Regions from separate parts of the Mus musculus genome. Here region 1 is linked to region 2. Evidence: chromatin contacts called from public promoter capture Hi-C data. All regions are on one chromosome and are shown on one strand. The core of a region is the stretch at or near the end of the contact, and the rest is flanking DNA. Distances in the headings are between cores, read along the strand shown. Region 1 overlaps Ankrd11 (ankyrin repeat domain 11). Region 2 holds the start of Spg7 (SPG7, paraplegin matrix AAA peptidase subunit).

Region 1 (5,234 bases), core at 1,874-4,373, 86 kb before region 2:
TTATTTGCATAAAACCTAGAAGTACCCCTCCTCAAACAATTAAAATGCTTCTATAATTATCATGTAATCAACTATTATACAATATTGTGTAGGCTACCATGATGAGGAAAGGTTTCTGTGTGCAATTTTTCTTGAGTATTTTCAATTCAAAAGGTTAATTACAAACACTATAAATATCAGACAATGAATTTGTCAGAACCATGATCTTGAATTTCCTAGTCTTCTGGGCTTGAAGATTTTTTTTTTTTTAATTTAAAAAGAGTGGGGGGGGGGGGAAGCAGTTGAGTATCCATAGTTATCTTTCAAACCTATATGGAATTTAATAGATAGAATTTACTGTGTACAATAAGAGCTCAAAATAGCAACAAAACATTACAAGATTCAAAACAATAGTTCCTGTGGAACATGAGAAGAAAGCCCAGAACCCTTTATGGCCGGGAAGAGCCAGTGGGACTCAGTATGCACACAGCGATCACAGCAGCTCCAGCACTGTAGAGTGCTGGCCGGGGCGGCCAGGAGCTGGTACCTTCGTCTCCCTCCTAATAACTGCAGAGGGGAGAGAAGAACAACAGCCTAAAGCAACAGCATGCTGCCCCCCACCCCACTGTAGGAGTAATCACACTTCTGTTTGTGACTGAACTAAAATAGTTTATTTCTGTATTTCACAACTAGGGCTTTAATTAAAGGTATAAAGACAACTTTTCATTCAGCAAATGATTTTATAGAAGAATGTATTCGTCTAAAGGTAAAATCAAAGTCCAGTATCAAAACCAAGGAATATCTTGTATCCAGTCTTGCAAAAGTCACTTTAAAACACAGATGACAAAGTGTCCACACTTCCTGTACATAGGAGAAATTGGGTAAAGTGGGTCATATGCTGTGAAGATGGTAAGATTGCCAATACAATTATTTTTAAAGGCAATTTCAAACTTAAGAAACATTACGTTTTACACATAAAAAGTATAGGAAAATGGTGAAGTAACTTTCAAAATGATGGAACAAACTACACAATCTCCCCGGAATGGCTCTTACTCTCTTACTCTTCCTTCTCTGTCCCTTCTCTCCTCTTTCCCTTCCCCCATTTCTCTCCACGTGTCCATGGCTGGTCAGTCTGTCCCTACCCCCCACTCCAACTCCCCTCTTCATGACCTAAATAAAAAAACCTCTATTGCATACTTAAAAACCTCCCTGCAATGCCTTGAGACCTGGGGTGGGGTGGGGTGGGGGGATAGAACAGGGAAAACACAACAGACCTCACCTACTCATAAGCCACGACCCCATTTACGATGAGATCCAGCTCTGAGCGTGAGCAGGGCTGAGCCAGGCAACCTTAGCGCCTGGGGCAGGAGAGGCTCTGAGGACAAGCAATGTCCGCAAGCACAATCTCCAACTTTTGCTCCCCAACATAGTAAAAAAAAAAAAAAAAAATCTAGCTTGGTTTTGCTGTACCAAGCAAGATGTTCCACGTGAATGTTACAAAGATAAAGTGAGCTTTCTTGGTCTGTCCTTAAATCTCTTTATAGGCTACGAATTAAAGCCTTAAAGCTATTAAAAACAAGTATAAGTAAGTTGAACTAGAGTACTAGCTGCTCTTACAGAAGACGCAGGTTCAATTCCTACCACCCACATGGTGGCTCACAAATTGTCCTAACTCCAGTTTCAGAGGAGATGACAACCATAAGAGCAGGACTACTGGTACAGGCACTGGAGTAGCCCCTAAGATAGTATTTCTCAATCTGTGGGCTGTGACCCTTTCACAGGGGGTTGCATGTGAGATATTTGCATTACGATTCACAACAGTAACAACATTACAGTTATGAAATAGCAACAAAAAGTAATTTTATGATTGGGGGTCACCACAGCATGAGGAACTGTATTAAAGGGTGGTGTATGAGGAACGTTGAGAACCACTGTCCGAAGGGAAGGAAGCTAACCCAAAAGGTGGGGACCAATCTCATGGGTAATATGGTTGTCCCTTCCCATACCATCATGGGAAACCCAAGCTTACATCCCCACGTGTCTGACACTGAGAAAAAGTCCTAGAATGGCCTTAAACTCCCAGTTCTCCTGACTCCACTTCCTGGATGATAAAGTTAGACATGCACCACTCTGCCTGGTCCCTTGGGTTACAATGTCTATTATCCTGTTTCTATGACCTTTTGTATGATAACGTCTTAGAAATGAAAGATGCATGAGTAGCTCTCAAAAATTAAAGAAAAGATGTGGAAATGCTCTCTGTAACCCCAGACAGTAACAAATGAACAAAAGTCAATCTCCTTCCTTACAGATGTCTGAGCACAAGGAAAACAAGCAAGCTGACCAAGGCTAGTAAGTTCAATCAATGCCATGATCCTGGCTGTGATGGCAGTTTTATAAAACAAAAACCATTGGTAGAGCTGAACAGTTAAGTACAGGGAGTGCTAAATCATTCTCCAAGTGCAAGCTCGGAGTCAAAATGTACGTGTATAAATACACATGACTATCTAATGTTGACGCGTTTCATTTCAATAACTCTACAGACTATGCCATCATGATTATCCTTCTTTACAGATGAGAAAACTGAACCATGGGTCTATGAAAAATATACAGCAGGTCACACAGTCAGTCAGTGCTGGAGGGGCTGGGACTCAAATCCAGCTAGATCCAGAGACTCCCTTTTTTCTGGAAACTCAATATTTGCACATGAAAGCTATTCTTATGGCTTTAGGGAGTCCACGAGAACTCGGAGAAACCCTGTATGGCCGGAAGTTCTCGGACAGAAATCCACAGGCAAGTGAGTTTCCTTCCCTTCCTGACAACACTAGAGTCCAACAAGCTGTGCTGGGTCATGCCTAGGACTGACCCTGGCCTCCTCCTAGAGAAGCAAGACGGTCTCAGTCTAACCCCTCCCCTTTCCCACCCACCCTCCTGGGAGGATAAAGAAGTTAAAAGAAGAAAATTCCTCACACACCTTTAAATTTAATGTTTCCTTCACCTAAAGGGAGGAAAAAAAAAAAAGGCAAAACTAAATGTTTCAATACAATTCAAACTCAAGCTAAAGAAAGTGACTCAGCGCAGCCCAAGCATCTTACGTGGAGGAAGCTTGCAAGGTTATGGAAGCTACAAAGGACAGCCCAGACACCACAAGGTCTGAATCTGCACCAAGTGTCAATCAAGAAATCCACCACAAACTCCTTCCAAAGCAACTCTCTAGGCTGGAAGGAGGAAGAATAGGAAATCTCTCCTCCTTTCTGACACTTCACTCACACATTCTAACAATAAAGACATAAAACCAACTTTTCAGACAGCCTAGAGACGGCCACTATCACAAACTCTTCTCAAACCTACACAATCCCACAGCCGTATACCTAGCAGAGCTTTGCCTTGGTTCCTTCCCACCGAAGCTCAGGTTGAAGCTCAGTTAACTCACACAGCAATGCTGGGGAAGGAGCCTGGTACATTTGTGAATCACAAAGGTGCAGCTCTCAGGAATGTAGCCAACAGATCCTGACTTCATAGAGTTAGGTCCCCTTTTAGTCCTTTTCCCCCACCACGTGAATCTGTACACTTCCTCTTGTCCCAGCAGCGTGGGCCCTACATCAAAAGCCAGAGGCTGAGGCAATGATCTAGGACTTTCAGAACTGTAAGCACAAATACATGTCTCCTTGATCATTTGCCCACGTGTGTTTTCTTTGCTGTTCACTGCCAACTTCATTACTTCTTGAGTAGTGTCGTGGGTATAGTAACGTGGCAAGAGTCCATGCTGGGGTTGTTCCCGGTGTCAATGTGAGGAGCTGTTCCGTGTGTTGGGCACAGCCTCTTCCATCAGACAGGAAATAGTACCATGCAGAGCTCTGTAAGGACTCTCATTTTACAAAGCGTCATCCGCAGAGCTCCTTACAAATCCCCTCTCTTGGTGCTCCAGAAAGACAGATTAAGAAGCAATATAACAAACCACATAAGGAAGCACCCACAGGAAAACAAAACCTACTACCAGTGAGGCTCCATTAAAACTTGAACAAGGGGGCTGAAGAGATGGCTCAGTGATAAAGTGGAAAACTGACTGCTCTTGCAAAGGACCCAAGTTTACTAATTGGCACCAACGTGACGCGATTAACAACTACCTCCAGGGTAATGTCTAGCTTCCATAGACATTCACACACATCTCACACAAATTCACTCACTCACACACGCACGCGCGCGCGCGCGCGCACACACACACACACACACACACACACACACACATTTAAATATTTAAAAAATGATTGAAATGAGTAAATAAATAATCAAACAAAAGCTTGAACCTCAGTGGACTACCTAGCTAGAAACTTCATTTTGGAGAAAGAAATGAAAAACTGAAGAATTCAAAGAGAAAAGCACATACCAGAGACAGTACAGAACCCGAAGAAAACTAACAAAAGTTATAAAATGACTCCAGTCAAGTTACAAGATACAAGTTTGTTGCCATCTGCTACCAATTCAAAGAAAAATTAAAGAAACAGATGCTTATATCACAGTCACAAAGAGTAAAACAGCAATAAAGCAAAAAAAAAAAAAAAGTCTGACTTAAATTTCTTGAGAGTAGAGAAAGATGGAAAATGGTTGGTATGTCTAAGGAAATAGGAGTTCTAATCTATAAACTCTGCTTATCCCTAAAACAACTTTAAAATTTTAAGATTCTCCTTTATGTGACAAAACTATTTTCCCCTTTAAAAAAAGATCCTTTGGGGGCTAGAGAGATGGTTCAGGACTAAGAGCACATGTTACTCTTGCAAAGGACCTGAGTTCAGATCCTAGCACCCACACCAGGAATAAAGGCAAGGTGGTCTCGTGTATAACTATGCATACTACGTGTCTGCATTCATTGTGCTTACTACAACGGACTTGGTTACTGACACACCCAAAGTATGGAGCACTCAGGTACCAGGAAAACTTGAGAGCAAGCTGGTGAGTGGCAGGTCCTCATATCTGCCACGAGGTCTCTCACACGACATCTTAACCGGAGTACCCTCTTCCTCCTCCTCGTAAGAAAGCTCCGAGTGTACGAGTAATCTGCCTAAACTCAAAGCTTAGCTCTGAAACATGCATGTAACTAGTCACACACCACCTCCCATCCACACCAGGCTCCCCTGAAATCTCTCCCAGTTTCCTTCAGGTGTGTGCTTCATCTCCTCTCCTACATGATCTTCTGAACTATGTCCCATTGCCACCGTTCTGCTTAGCAACCTCATCAGCTACTGTGATCCAACCATGCT
Region 2 (4,999 bases), core at 1,054-3,553:
GACAGATTTTGCAATGCGTGTGGACTTTCCATCCTTTCTGGAGACTGAATTTACATGGAAGGCTTCCCACCACGCCCTTTGTTCACAGGGCCAGTTCCCTAGCCTGTTTTTAAAAATTGTCTTAAAATATTTTTCATTTTTAGTTGTTTATTTAATCTTGAGGAAACACTTTTCCCAAGATGGGCCGGCTCACTTACACTGAAGACAGTACCCTCTATCCACCTCCAGAGTGCTTGGTGCACAACTGTTACTCCTGGCTCTATTTTTTTCTAAATCTGTAAAATACACTCTTTACTTCAAATGCTAGAGACATGGCTCAGTGGTTTAGAGCACCAGCTGCTCTTCCAGAGGACTTGGGTTTAATTCCCAGCACCCACATGGCATCTCGCAACCATCTGTAACTCCAGTGCCAGGGGATCTGATGCCCTCTTCTAGCCTCCCTAAGCACCAGGCACACACTAGGTGCCTTGCATGCAGGCAAAACATCCACACGTATAGAAATGAACTAAAATATTTACGGAGCGGGAGAGATGGACGCGTGTTGCTTTTTTGGAGGACCCAGATTGATCCCCAGCACCACCCGGGGGTTCACAATCACCTAAAATTCCAGTTCCAGGGCATTCAATGTCACGTTCAGACCTCTGAGGGCACCAGGCTGGCACATATACACTTACATATAAGCAGGTAAAACACTCAGCCCATACAATTAAATGATTTAAACTTTCACTTCTGCGTGGCACGGTGTGTGCATGCCTTTGATCCAGCCCTGAGGGGGCAGGGGCAGGGAGATCTCTTGTGAGTTTGAGACTGGCTAGGACTACATAGTAAGATAATTTTTATTTATTTATTTACTTCAGAGAGTTTGCTTGACATGAAGCCAGGCACCAGTCAGCACCGAGAAGGCTTATTGTTTGAATTATTTAGTGTTAAGGGACTTGGAGAGTACAGAAAGACATGGAGTGGAAGGAAAGGCACCGAGACTGCTTTGGGGGCTTTCTGCAGTTAGACTACCAGGCACCAGCCTGGCATGGACTAGCAGGACTCAGAGCTTCAGTGGCCCTGCCCAGGCCTGGGATTGCAGCTGTCCATGGGTGGGACAGCAAGCTCTCCCTTCTGTCTCTGCACAAATGAACTGTCAAAGCCAAATGGTATGAAGCTCGGGATGACGGGTGCTCCTCAGGGGCAGTGAGTATAATTAAGGGGGCTCTTAATTTGGTCATAAACACAGTCCACAGGAACAAAGAATGCTAGTGGTTGCCTGATGCTAAGGGAGTTGGAGAAATGGGTAGTAGACCACTAATGGCTATAAGGGGGGGAGGGGTCTGGAAAGATGGCTCAGTGGTTAAGAGCACTGTCTGCTCTTCCAGAGGACACGGGTCCAATCACCACTTTAAATGTTTTATTTAATGTGCACTGGTGTTTTGCTTGCATGTATGTCTGTGGGAGGTTGTCGAATCCCCTGGAACTGGAGTTACAGATGGTCATGAGCTGCCATGTGGGTGCTGGGAATTGAACCTGGATCCTCTGGAAGAGCAGCCAGTGCTCTTAACAGCTGAGCCATCTCTCCAGCCCCTCCAGTTCCGACTTTAGGAGCCCCCCTCCCTCCCTCTCTAAGATTGAGGGCACCGTTTTCCTACTCTGTATGTAGCTGCTGCCCTGTGGTCTCACACACCACTGGCTCTAAGTTGATTCTGTAGCCAGCCAGGGGCATCCCCCGGATCTCTGATGTTCAGAAAAACTGGTTCATTCTTGTCAGGCCGGCACACAGGAGACGGAGCTTGAGTTTGAAGCCAGACTGTTGCACAGCGATACTGTATTTAAAAAAACAAATAACCAAAACCAAGAGGCAGGTGGATCTCCGAGTTCGAGGTCAGTCTGGTCTACAGCGAGAGGACAGCTAGCACCACACAGAGAAACAACAAAATAAATACGTACAGGAAGGACGGAAGTGGCCAACAGGAACCACCAAATCGCACCCCAAAGAAAGAGATAACGTGAAAAGCGAATCGTGTATCCACTTGCCAAGTACTGGAAACCGCAACTTGGACTGTTAATAAAACACAAGAGAGAAAAATACCGGGTAACCGTAGCCTGTCTCTACGTGAACCCGCAGGCTGCGGGCTGCTAGCTTTCGCGCTGCGCACCCTGCTGACTCTCGAGGTTTCGCAGCTAACCTTGCGGATACCAGACGGTTCGGACCGCGCAGGCGTCGCCAGGAGCGCGCGACCTTCAACCCCGCGCAAGCGCAAAGGGAGGCCGCCCTCAAAAACCTGACCGTTAGGGCGGCCGGAGCCGCACTGCGCAGGCGCCGCTTTCGGCACCATGGCGGCCGCCTTGCTGCTGCTTCGCGGGCTCCGCCCCGGCCCGGAGCCCCGGCCCCGACGGCTGTGGGGCCTGCTCTCAGGCAGGGGCCCAGGCCTCTCGTCCGGGGCTGGGGCCAGGCGGCCGTACGCGGCCCGCGGGACTCCGGTTGGCCCGGCTGCGGCTGGAGGCCACGCGCCTCAGGTAACCCGCTCGGAGCCCGGCGGCGGCGGGTGTGGCGGGTCGGTCCGCGCCGACCGGAAGTGCGCCTGCACCTCGCTCTTCCGCAGGAGGATGGCTGCTGTGGGCTCCCCGGGACGGGAGGCAGCATCTGCCTCGGGTGGTTCGTCTCTCCCTGGCGTGTGTGAGAGAGACGCCCTGTATCACTGTCCCTGGCGGCTTCAAACTGAGTCCTGGTCACCCGTGCCTTTCCGTCCTCTTCTTTCTGGTCTGGAGGCAGGCGTTCATGTGTACTCGGAGCAGCCCTTGGACTCCCGATCCTTTTGCCCACATAGGTGGTGCACACTTGCAATTTCAGTATTTGCTGGTAGGACGAGGCCAGGAAGATTGTGAATTGGAGACTCAAACTGGGCTGTGGGTGAAAGTTAATTGACTTTTGTTTCTTCGGTTTTTTTGTTTTGTTTTGTGGCTGAGTCCAGTGAAATTCATTGATGGAGTTGATTGACACTTTCCCTTGGCCCCTCCCCTTCTTGGGAGGCAGTTCTAGGATGGAAACCGAGGAGGGAGAGATTCTCAATACACAGTTGAAGATGACTTTGAACTTTTGATGCTCCTGCATCCCCTCCCAAGTGCTGGGATTACATGCATGCGCCACTGTACCCAGTTTTAAGGAGGTACTGGGGATCAAATCCATAGCTTTCTGCATGCTAGGCAAGGACTTTGATTAGGCCTGTGTTGTTGTGGTATATGGTCTTAGTGTTACCTCGGTCTTTTTCTCTTTTTACAGAGTTTGCTATTGCGAATACTGACCCCTAGCTTTGAAGGTATTAGCGGATTGTTACTGAAACAGCATATAGTTCCAAATGCAGTCAGACTGTGGCCGCTTTCAGGTGTGTATGCATTGCATGGTCCATTACTGAGGGACACAGGTTTTACTGTAGTCCTATAAGAGCATAGTGGAAGAGGACAAAACCAAACAAACCAGGTCTTACATGCCTGTAATCTCAGCACTAAAACAGGGGCTGCCAGTTGGAGGTCAGGCAGAACTAGCTAGTGAAACCCTGCTGGCCCCCTGCTCACCCCCACCCCCCACCCAAAAAAACAAAAGGTTTTATGTTGTCTGAGAGCACAGCACTTGCTGCAGTGAGCAGGGCTCGCTGTGATGTTCAGTAGAGTAGCCTAGGAGCAGAAGGCCATGCTGTGTGTGCAGCAGCATCCACCATCTCAGGCTGTGTGCATGCACTCTAGTCTAAGAGTGGAGGCTCCTTGGCAGGTGACAAGTGACATAGGAGAACGTCACTAGTTAGACACTGACCAGAAGACTAGGAACACCCAGCCACTAAGAGTACCTTTGATTCTTTTAAAAAACAAAACACCTGAACTTGTGACCCTCTTCAGTCCTGAGGTTACAGGTATGTACCACTCTGTCCAGTGTTATGTGAAGCTAGGGATTGAACTCAGGACTTTGGGCATGGTAAGCAAGTACTCTAACAACTAAGCTATATTTTCATTGTAACCTTTGGTTCTTTGTGCTGTGAGCTATGTTAGCCCTGTTATGGATAATCTGAAGTGAAATGTATAGCTAGGGGCTGTGAGCACTCCTTGATCATCCTGCCTGTCCCTTCCCAATGGGAGCACGTGAGACCCCACTCCTCACCTGGGGGTTGCAGACTGGTTTGTTTGGTTTTGTTTTCTTGAAACAAGGCATTAATTTGCAGTCCAGCCTGGCCTTGAACTTAGAATCCTCCTGTTCTCACCCTCCAGGTGCTGGGATTACAGGTATGTGCTACCAGGCCTAGACTTCTCTTTGCTCACTTTAAGTGTTTTATTTTGTTTCCCCGCCCCCCACCCCGTGTGTGTGTGTGTGTGTGTGTGTGTGTGTGTGTGTGTGTCAGAGAGAGACACAGAGACAGAGACAGACAGAGACACAGAGAGAGAGACAGAGAGAGAGAGAGACAGACAGACAGAAAGAGAGAGAGAGCGTGAGCACACAGAGTGCAGGGATACTCCCTGTGGGTTCTAGGAATTAAATTGAGGTCATGAAGCTTGGCAGAAAGTCCCTCTGCATCTTGAACCATGTTATTAGCCCTCATTTACAAAATCTAAGTGGTGTGGCCTAGTGAGATGGCTCAGCAGTTAAGAGCTACTTTTCCAGAGGAACCAGGTTTGGTTCCCAGAACCCATATGGCAGCTCACAACCATCTGTAATGCCTACTCCAGAGGATCCAACCCCTTTTTCTGGCCTTCACGAGTGCTGCACACACAGTATACAGCCGTACGTGCAAAACACCCACATATGAAAATCACTTTATCTTAAAAAATAAATAAAACATTAAGTTCCATTGTTGTTGCTGTTGTTCTTTCTGGATTGCTTTTTAAAACAAACAAGTTATTTAATTATTAGGAGACAGGGTTTCTCTGTGTAGCCCTGGCTGTTCTGGAACTCTGTAGACCAGGCTGTCCTCAAACTCAGGTCTTGCCTCTGCCCCCCAATGCTGGGATTAAAATTCTACAGACC

Evidence for each region. Promoter capture Hi-C pulls out the DNA fragments that hold promoters and counts their contacts.
Region 1: a promoter capture Hi-C map of the HPC-7 cell line shows a contact between it and region 2. The contact joins the enhancer-like site here to the promoter of Spg7 in region 2. A contact is called at or near these places in 12 of 39 promoter capture datasets (the C10 cell line, the HPC-7 cell line, cranial neural crest and 8 more), 1 of 15 datasets of contacts at CTCF or cohesin (CD8 T cells), 13 of 484 Hi-C or Micro-C datasets (the AML12 cell line, B cells, CD8 T cells and 10 more), 16 of 115 datasets of contacts at active chromatin or transcription factors (the 230-238 cell line, CD8 T cells, the HPC-7 cell line and 9 more) and 3 of 9 other capture datasets (adipose tissue, liver and pancreatic islet).

The regions. Positions count from the first base shown.
Region 1 is chr8:122,976,513-122,981,746 of GRCm38.p6, forward strand. The region is part of intron 1 of Ankrd11 (ankyrin repeat domain 11); the gene reads right to left. Among named protein-coding and RNA genes, the nearest start is that of Gm24445, 3.8 kb to the right of the region's middle. Within about 2 kb of position 3,124, at least 19 of the 459 cell types and tissues checked have an H3K27ac peak or open chromatin away from gene starts, as enhancers often do. A contact at or near this core is called in the HPC-7 cell line, bone marrow-derived macrophages and trophoblast stem cells, where this site is marked.
Region 2 is chr8:123,063,205-123,068,203 of GRCm38.p6, forward strand. It overlaps Spg7 (SPG7, paraplegin matrix AAA peptidase subunit), which reads left to right and starts at 2,304. Exons shown (of 17, transcript NM_153176.5): 1 at 2,304-2,505; 2 at 3,269-3,371. The coding sequence starts at 2,323.